2 separate regions of the Pan troglodytes genome follow, and region 1 is linked to region 2. A link is a contact called in public HiChIP or PLAC-seq data. All regions are on one chromosome and are shown on one strand. The core of a region is the stretch at or near the end of the contact, and the rest is flanking DNA. Distances in the headings are between cores, read along the strand shown.

What was found. HiChIP or PLAC-seq counts read pairs in DNA pulled down with a chosen protein or histone mark.
Region 1: a contact with region 2 is called in an H3K4me3 HiChIP or PLAC-seq map of stem cell-derived excitatory neurons, with 5 times the contacts expected there. The contact joins the promoter of LOC129135563 here to the promoter of ZNF277 in region 2. A contact is called at or near these places in 1 of 7 Hi-C or Micro-C datasets (stem cell-derived neural progenitor cells) and 1 of 1 datasets of contacts at active chromatin or transcription factors (stem cell-derived excitatory neurons).

What each region holds. Positions count from the first base shown.
Region 1 is chr6:127,822,353-127,827,072 of NHGRI_mPanTro3-v2.0_pri, reverse strand. It overlaps LOC129135563, which reads right to left and starts at 2,887. Exons shown (of 1, transcript XM_055078606.1): 1 at 2,729-2,887. The coding sequence starts at 2,887. The coding sequence ends at 2,729. All of the region lies in intron 2 of IFRD1 (interferon related developmental regulator 1), which reads right to left.
Region 2 is chr6:127,579,541-127,584,366 of NHGRI_mPanTro3-v2.0_pri, reverse strand. ZNF277 (zinc finger protein 277) reads right to left here and starts at 3,552. Exons shown (of 12, transcript XM_519316.7): 1 at 3,247-3,552. The coding sequence starts at 3,337. It overlaps DOCK4 (dedicator of cytokinesis 4), which reads left to right and starts at 3,570. Exons shown (of 52, transcript XM_519315.8): 1 at 3,570-3,952. The coding sequence starts at 3,916.

The DNA of each region.
Region 1 (4,720 bases), core at 1,638-4,137, 240 kb before region 2:
ACCATTAAAGAGATGGCACTCTAGGCACATAAAGTACTTACTTCTAGAGGGCTTACTAACAAGGTTTTGTTCTTTCTTAAAAATATTCTCTTTAAATTAAGTGCTATGACATACCTGTATAAAAGAAGTCAATTTTATTAGCTTCCTAAAACTCTCCACTAACATAAAAAAAATAAAGAGTTTAAATGGAAAACTCATTAAAGTAATAATGACAATTTGGTTACATAGTGGAGACCTCATTTGAATCCCATTTCTTTTAGATGTCATTTAAAAATACTAGTTGGGTAAGTGGCTTGTTAAGTAAGCAAAAGTTTGTGTAATTTTCCATCTCTTCTACTCAACTATTATTTATTCATTGTTTATTAAACAAGTAAAACATTCACATAGGACCAAGTTAAAGTTTTAAAAAGTAAATCTCACCCCCATACCTTTCCCCAGCTCCACTTCTGAGGTAACCACAGTTAACAAGTTCTAGCACACACTTCCAAAGATATTCAAAGCATGTATTGTGTTATAAATTAATCAAAGAATTATTTTCCACTTGTTTACATATGCTAAAATTCAGTGGTGAAATGGATCTTTTCTACTAAAATAGTGAAAAGGTAGCAGCAATAAAGCTGATGAAAGGTCACAAATGAGCCCTGAGGCAAAATTTAAAAGGCAATCCCCATACAGCCACCAGAGGCCTGTATAGGTACTATAAGCACAAAGAGGGAAGGAGGCTTGCCCAGAAACTTTAGACGGGATTAAAGGTTTGTGCGTGATCTAGGCCATTACTAACATCATTATAACTTTCAAACTTTAGCTTTCAAACTTTTCCATTTCATCAACAAAAGGGTAAAATAATAAAATAAATATCTTCTAGAAAGAATTCAAATGTTTGATTCAGATGAGGAAAAGCTGAAACACAGTGGTAAGAAATATCCTCAGACCAGGCACCGTCCCAGCATTGTGGGAGGCTGAGGCAGGAAGATCCCTGGGGACGAGGGACTCGTGACCAGCCTGGCCAACATAGACCTTGTCTCTACAAAAAATGTAAAAAATAGCCAGGAATGGTGTCACATGCCTGTAGTCCTAGCTACAGGAGGCTGAGGAGGGAGAGCTGCTTGAGCCCAGGAGTTAAGAGGTTGCAGTGAGCTATGATCACACCACACCGCACTCCAGCCTGGGCGACAGAGCCAGACTCCCTCTTTCCCTTAAAAAAAAAAAAAAAGTATCCTCAATTCACATAGAGCAACCAGAGGCCACAATAAACTAATTACATATTTTACATCTTGATAAAGAATGAATTTCATCAACATGGAGAGCATTCAAAATAAAGAGGCACCTAAAAAATGTAAAAAATTGCTGTTTTAAGAATCCCTCCCTATGGTCAATTACTAAATGTTTAATACATGATCACGAGTTTTTGAGCTTTTTTAAATGCCAGTTTCCAATAACCTTTAACAACATAACCCCATATTTACTTTTCTTGTGAACAAAGGCATATCATTCTGAGTGGCAGCCGTGGCGGAGGGGCAACTGTGTCCAAAAATACCTGATGGCTAATAGTTCCAGTGTGATAACGTCGGAGAATACTCCAATATTTAACTCCTGTTTAAATTTCTAAATAAAATATTACCCAGGTTATTTAATACTCGATTTGAGTTTATTGGGGTCTCTCCTAGAAGGGCCTTCCAATTCCAATTGGAATCCTTTTTCTTAACCATATAATAAGTAGAAAACCATAAATTCAGTTAAGCACCTACTCATCCCACCCAGGAAAAGTTTCAACTTCGTAGCGAGGGCACAATAACCTCAACTTTTAGCCAACTGCAACCTAAGCTCCTCACTACCCTGCCTCTCTGTGGCTCACTGCAGACAACATATAGAATGCAGCACAAAGGAGAACGCGTTTCTTCCCCCCGTGAGCAGAAGGTCGCCTCGGGTGGTCGCAGAGGTCCTAGAGGTTCAGGGCTTCTGCAGGTGCCAGTTAGGGGAAGGAGCACAGCCTAGGGGGGAGAAAGTGGTCCCCCCGCCTCCGACGCCTTCCCCTGGCCAGGTGGACATGCGAGACGGAAAGCTTCCCCGGCGCCTCTGCGTCACCCCGGGCCCACCGCGCAAGGCCCAGGCCGCGTGACGCAAGAGCCCGTCCAAACCCGCCGGACGTTTGGCATCCCAGGAGCTCCATGTTGGAGCCAGGGTGTCAAAGGCGGCCAGTGACTGCACGGACTCAACTCCCCGTTCTTCCCCACCCGTGGTCGGGGAGAGATCGGGCGAGATCGCCGCCGAGAAAGGAACTCTGACAATGGTTCCTTTCCCGCCCAGCTCCCGGTCAGCCCCTGTCCCGACACACTCTCAGGCCCAAGGACCCGTTCCTCCCTGCCCCCCACGGCCGGTGCCCAAGAGTCCGGTTCGCACGCCAGATCTAAATCGCGCGAGGAGCAGCGCCTAGGGCACGCTGGGAATTGTAGTTCAGTAGCCAAACCACGCACCCTGGAAATGCAAATGTGTACATCAGAAAAAGAACTACAACTCCCACCGTGCCCAAGCATGGAAGACTCGCCAGCCTGGCCGGCAACCGGGATGCCGGCAGCGGGGATACCCCTTACCTGCTGTCGCCGCCGTCGCTGCGGCTGCTCCTGACCCGCCGCCGCCAGCACTGCCACCGCGGTGGGGAGTGTTCCGCTTCTTGTTCTTCGGCATCGTGGGACGCCTGGTGCCGCCCAGAGTCGGAGCTTAGCGAGGATCAGCCGATGGAGCTGCACTTTTTACTCGTGCGTCTGTGCGGCGGGCGGCTGAGAGGCGAGTCTTCGGCTAACAACGGAGTCGAGAAGCGGCGGGGGTAAGAGTGGGCGGTGGCGGCAGCAGAAATCCCCGTGAAGAGCTGTGATCGAAAACGATACATGTTTCTCTCTAGCGCGGGAGCTAAGGCGGGGCAGGGGAGGCCACGACGCCTTAAGTAGCAATACCGCCACCTGACGTCACTCTGTGGGCGGGGCTTGAGCGCTTCCCAGCCAATCCCTGCACACCTCCCCACTGTACTCCTCCGTCGGGCGGGGCGCGGATCCTGCCTACAAATCCCATGCGGCCAGTCTTCCGTCCGCGCCCAGGGAGCCTGTCTTCGTGGCCTCACTGAATTCTGGGAAACGTAGTAAGGCTGGGGCCGGGGCCTCCTCCCGGCCGTCTCTTCCCAACGGGCTTTTCTGCCCACTTGCTTTTTTCTTGGTGACCCCACCCCTGCCTCGGCGCGCCCCCGCCTTGGAACTGGGTGAGGTAGGCACCGGCGATGCACAGTGGGGCGAGTATGCCCTATGACGAGAGTCGGCTTCCAGCTGGCAGCTATGCAATCACCTTTGCTTCTCTTTCTCCGGAGGCTGGTGTTCTCCTTAACCTTTCCCCTACTTCCCTGCGGCACCTGCCAGGCACGCAGCCTTACCTCTCCTGGGTAACATTTCCATGGTTTTAGTTTTAACTAGTTCCATGAACTACTTAAGCCATCATCAGTACTGTACCTGTAATTGGACCGTGGTTCAGGGTTATGTGCCCCCCATCCCTCCCCCCAAAAAAAGGGATGCTTTCGTCTACTTAGTTGTGGAGTTCGTGTATATCTCAGATTCTAGACTAGGAATATATGACGATTCAGCGTTGTGGGTTTCTATACAAGAATGTGTCCCTTGACAATACTACCTGCCAGTTCTGAGAACTTCACAGCTGGTAAAACAAACACGAGTTATACAGATCAATAATCGCAGTGCTGCCTTTTTTCTCAAGGCACTCCTAGATCTCTGTCTTCCTTGTTAGGACATTTGTCTAGTATTTAGAGCCTGTTATTAGGTTCATATACTATGCTTATGACAGATCAAAGTCCCTGACTCACCTCAATGTAGGTGAGTCATCCGCCACTCCACCTCTCAGCTGAGCTCTATTCTTCTATTTTCAATTGCCTGTAGCACATTTCCACCAGAATGTTCCACTTGTGCCTCAACCCAACATCTCTGAAACGAATACTATATTTCCTTCTTCCTGTCTTCCCTTTGTTCACTGTACTATTTATTATCCTCCCATATGTTAAATTCCAAAACTCAAATTCATAGTCTTTTTTCCCTTTGATGCACCACCCCCTCCCCACCCGCAAAGCAATTAGTTTTAAAATAGCACTCTTAAATTCCTGTCCTATTCTGTGATCACATGTGACCTCAGTTCATGCCTGGGCATTTTAAGTGATCTCCCAGTCTTTTCATCCATGTTTCATGCACAGTAATGCTGCCAGATTTATTTGTGTGTTCCCTATTTTACGAATCCACCTGCTTTAATAGTTGCTCAAAAACATTCCATGGCTCCCATGACTAACTTTAAATGCCAACCCTTTTAGCCTGGCCCTGACTCCCTTTCCAGCCTCATCTTTCACTGCTTCCTCATACAGTTCTCGTTCTTCAGCCAAACAGGACTGCTTTTCATTTCCAATACACAGCTCTGTTCTCCTACCTCCATTTCCTCATTCATATTCTTTCCTGTTCTTGTAATGCCTTTCCTCCCATCTTCACCTTAAGAAATTTTATCCGCCTTTCAAGATGTAGCTCATGCTGCCACCTTCCTGAAGCCTCCAGCCAGAATTTTCTTCCTCCTCACAACTCTTTGACACTCATCCTAATAATGCCCTAATGGCACTTACTACCTCCCCACATGGCCTACTCAAAGATGCTATTTAATGGGCAACATTTCAGGGTTGCTTTTACTT
Region 2 (4,826 bases), core at 2,303-4,802:
CTCGTCATTTACATTAGGTATTTCTCCTAATGCTATCCCTTCCCCATCCCCCAACCCCACGACAGGCCGGGGTGTGTGATGTTCCCTGCCCTGTGTCCAAGTGTTCTCATTGTTCAATTTCCACCTATAAGTGAGAACATGTGGTGTTTGGTTTTCTGTCCTTGCGATAGTTTGCTCACAATGATGGTTTTCAGCTTCATCCATGTCCCTACAAAGGACATGAACTCATCCAAAAAGGTGTATGATTTTTACAGGGAAAGACATACTTGATAACCTAAATGACTGCCTAACAAAAAATATACTTTTAATATAAATATTTACACCTAAAATTTATATCACACCTTGTTGGCTTTGAAAAGATTTTGGAAAAAGTAACAGAATGATACATAGGTTATTAAGCAGAATTTTTAATGACAACTTTATCTTATAAAAACGACATAAAAAAATCAACCATTAATTTCTCCTGTTGACTGCTACAAGTCAATGAGAATACTGGGTAGTTCTCACCGAGGGTGAGAAATTTTTTTATGTTATAGATACCGCAAATTCACTGCTACTCAACACTTTTATTGAAAACAAACTGGAATCAAAAACTAAGCTTTCTATCAGTTACTTAATTCAATCTACTAGTCATTGAAACATTGGTCCTGGATTATTTCCTCAAAGTTTGTGACAATATGGGGGAAAGAACACTCATATACTACAGGTGGCAATGTATGCTGAATATATTTTAAGAGGAAAGTCTGGCATCTGTCAAAATTTTAAACTTGCATAACCTTTGATCCAGCAATTTTCTCCCAAAATATACAACCAGTGGGCAAGAATATATGTACATAAAGTTGTTCATTGCAACATTACTGAAAAACTAAAGTCACACTATATGTTCATTTAAAGAATGGCACAATCATATTTTGGAATATGATGGGCACAGTCCTTAAAAAAAAAGGAAACAAATGTACTGACGTGGAAGGGTTTCTATGATAGACTGCTGAAAGAAAAAAGAAGGTTGCAGATCTTTCAGTTTATATAGATTATCCCTTTTTATTATAAAAATCAAATCATAGGCCGGGCGCGGTGGCTTACGCCTGTAATCCCAGCACTTTGGGAGGCCGAGACAGGCGGATCACGAGGTCAGCAGATCGAGACCTCCTGGCTAACACGGTGAAACCCCGTCTCTACTAAAAATACAAAAAACTAGCCGGGCGTGTTGGCTGGCGCCTGTAGTCCCAGTTACTCGGGAGGCTGAGGCAGGAGAATGGCGTGAACCTGGGAGGCGGAGCTTGCAGTGAGCCGAGATCGCGCCACTGCACTCCAGCCTGGTTGACAAAGCGAGACTCCGTCTCAAAAAAAAAAAAAAAAAAAAAAAAAAAAAAAAAAAAAAAAATCAAATCATACAGATGTGTGTCATATAAGAATATGGTGGTTTAACAGAATACGGATTGTAGGATTAAAAAAAAAAAAGAAGAAGAATATGTTGGAAAGAATATGTACCAAACTCTTATCACTTAATACTCGAGGAGTGGTACTGTGAGGTGAAGGAATTTTCATTTTTTTTACTTCATACACTTCTGAATGGTTTGAAGTGCTTTTAAAAACTTTTAAACTTGTAAAATTTAAAAATAAATATTTTTAAATATTTTACATTTTTGAAAGGCATATCCTTTTTTTTTGTTTTGTTTTTGATACAGAGTCTTGCTCTGCCTCCCAGGCTGGAGTGCAGTGGTGGATCACGGCTCACCACAACCTCCGCCTCCCGGGTTCAAGGGATTCTCCTGCCTCGGCCTCCCAAGTAGCTGGGACTACAGGCATCCGCCACCACGCCCGGCTAATTTTTGTATTTTTAGTAGAGACGGGGTTTCACCATATTGGCCAGGCTGGTCTCGAACTCCTGACCTTGTGATCCACTCGCCTCGGCCTCCCAAAGTGCTGGTATTACAGGGGTGAGCCACCGTGCCCGCCCATTTTTAAAAATAAGTTAGACTGTGAGATAAATTCACCAGTTTAGATCTTAAACTGGTAGCCCTCTGAACTTTGAAAATCTAGGAAATCGTAATAGTCTGTTACCATCAGATAGCCCAATATATAACCAACCCAAAAATAAACCATTAGGGTGTTAAATTCAATATTTAACTCAGGAGACTACCAAAGATTTGTTTGGTAGAGGTACTAAAATAATTTCAGAGTAGGGAGTTCCACTGTTGGGAAGTGGGAAAAAACTGCACTTCAACTCTGTGCCGCTGAGGTAAATATTTAAGATGATATCAATTTAACTGTGAAAGCAAAAACAAATAAACCGAAAAACAAAGTCGCAACAGTCTGAGAACTATATTTAAGCCCCAAACCATGTTCATCAGAAAAAGACAACTTGTGCTAAATTACACATCAAGACAAAAATGGGGTGGGGGGAATGGGGGAGGGATAGACTAAAGGTAAAAGAGTCCTAAACACAATCCACCTGCAGCTTTCAAAATTTGGTTTTTTATTCCTACAGTGGATCAGAGGACAACCTGAAAGTCAGGTACAGCCAAAGTTGTGATGGTTTTCAAAACCCTTTTCAAATGTTCTTTGAAGCCACGAGTGCAAATTATCTATCACTTTCCTTTTCTTTCTCTAAGGACCCAGAGACTGGGAAGATCTCTCAGGCTCCACATACAAATCTGGAGAACACCCAGAGCAGTTAACCATCTACAGGGAGGTTGTGAGATACACACACTTTCCCTTCAGAGGTCACCTCAGCCACAAACTGGGCAAATCTGTAGAGTGGAGAGCAGTGACCACCAGTCTGCGACTGGAAATACTCCGGAAGCTAAATAAAACACATCTGCGAGGTCAAACCAAGCAAACCAAGGCAGTGTACTGGTGAGGAAAAAGAGCTGCTAATCCCAAAGTTATAAACACACGCGCGCGAACCAGATCTGAACCAAACCCACTCAGCAGCTAGCTCAAAGCTGGGAGCTCCAAACCAGAAGACAAACGCTCAGGGAGCTTCCCCGGCGGAGGGGAAGGCCATTCCATGGCATTTTCTCCGCCATCCCATGGCATTTTCTCCGCCATCCCCGGGCAGCCCCAACCAAGTAGCCGCCACCGGCTCCAACCCATCCCGCTGGGCCACCACCCGTGGGGCCCAGTCGAACCCAGGTGGCCCCAGAGCTGAAGGGCTCCTAGGGTCAGACCAGAGGTCCGTTGCACACCCGGTCATAGAGAAAGGAAGACACATCAGCCGCGCCTCGGGGGCACCGTACTCACCCCCATAACCTACACCCCCGACTGTGCTGCAGCTCCCATCACGGTCTTCCTGCATTCGGGCGACAGGCCCCTGGGTCTTGGAAGCAGCCATTACCCGGCAGAAAAGAAAAGGGAGGGCCGCAGGGCGGGTCGGAGGCGGGGTGGCACCAATAGAAACGCTACTGGAGGCGAACTCCCCGTCGACGTAATGTTTTCTCCACACCTACGCCGCGCTCTGGACCAATAGGACGTAATCAGTAAAACTGAATCCCCGCCCCGAACCACAATTGCCGCGCCCACTTCCGGGATGGGGAGGCCAAGAACTACAATTCCCAGCGTGCTGCGGGGCCCTGGGACGGGAGGGCTGGACTAGGCGCTGGCGGGCGGGGGTGCGCCGGAGAGTGCCCCGGCGTGTTCGCTTAGTTCAGTGAATCAGAACAATGACTGCGCCGCCGGGTACCCGGGAGCGCGTCGGAGGACTGTGAGCAGCCGCCGCCGGGAGAGCTGCGGGCGGCGCAGTGTCAACGCTGGGCTCGGGAGCCTCCAGCGCAGATCCTGCCCAGCGCCCGCAGCCCGCGCGAAGCCGCTGGGCTCCGGCACTGCAGCGCTGCTCGGGGACTGTGCATTGTTGTGAGCCGGAGAAGGGGCGCGGGGATTACAAAGCCTGAAGACCCCGGAGCCCCTTTAGCCATGTGGATACCTACGGAGCACGAGAAATACGGCGTGGGTGAGTCTCCGCGGGGCGAACTTTTATTCTGCTCTGGCCCGAGCGAGTGCGCATTTCTCGTCCTTGCCCCCGCGCCCCTCTCGCTCCGCCCGGTTGAAAATGCCTAATCCTGGCATCGCGCAGCGGGTACGGGGCTTTGCCGAGCCAGCTCCAGGCAGAGGGCTGCGCACCAGGCTCTCGCCCCGCACCGCCTGCTCGGCGCGCCCCGCACTGGTTCCCGAAGCGCCGGGACAGCTTGGGGGAGCGCGCGGCCGGCCCGCTAGCTTCGGGCTCTGCCTGCGGAGTTTGGAGTGGCGACTGGGCGTGTGTGTGTGTGTGTGTGTGTGTGTGTGTGCGTGCGTTTGTGTGTGTATGTCAAGTTGGAAGAGGAGGCGAATGGGGTTTCTCTCCTTCCTTACCCTTCTTCCCCAAAGCGACAGGGAGCTGCAACGGTTCCTCTGGGTGGAGAGGGAGACAACAACACTCGGGCAGAGAGAACACCCCCAAAACAGTAGGGAGGCGCAAACCCTTCCCTCTGGCTCGAATCGACATTCCCGGAGTGTGGAATGTGGCAGGGTCCTGGAGAGAGCCGCTCTGACAGGCTGAGCCCTCTCTGACCCTCCTCCCTCTCTGCGATCCCGGATTTATGGGGTGTGTATGTTGCGGGGCGGGGGCATTGGTAAATTTCAACATCTGCGCCGCTCAGTTCTTTGGTCTTTGGAGAAGAACGGGTATTTCAGCAGTGTTTTTACTTCTGGCCACCCTCTCGACCCCGGGTGAGCGCAGTGGGGGCGGTGTGGCGGTACAGGGCTGCTGAGTGATAAATGGGGAGGGGGATCGGAAAGCCTGGTTCTTGGGGGCAGGGAGATAGCTTTTAGGAAAGCGTACCCTGACA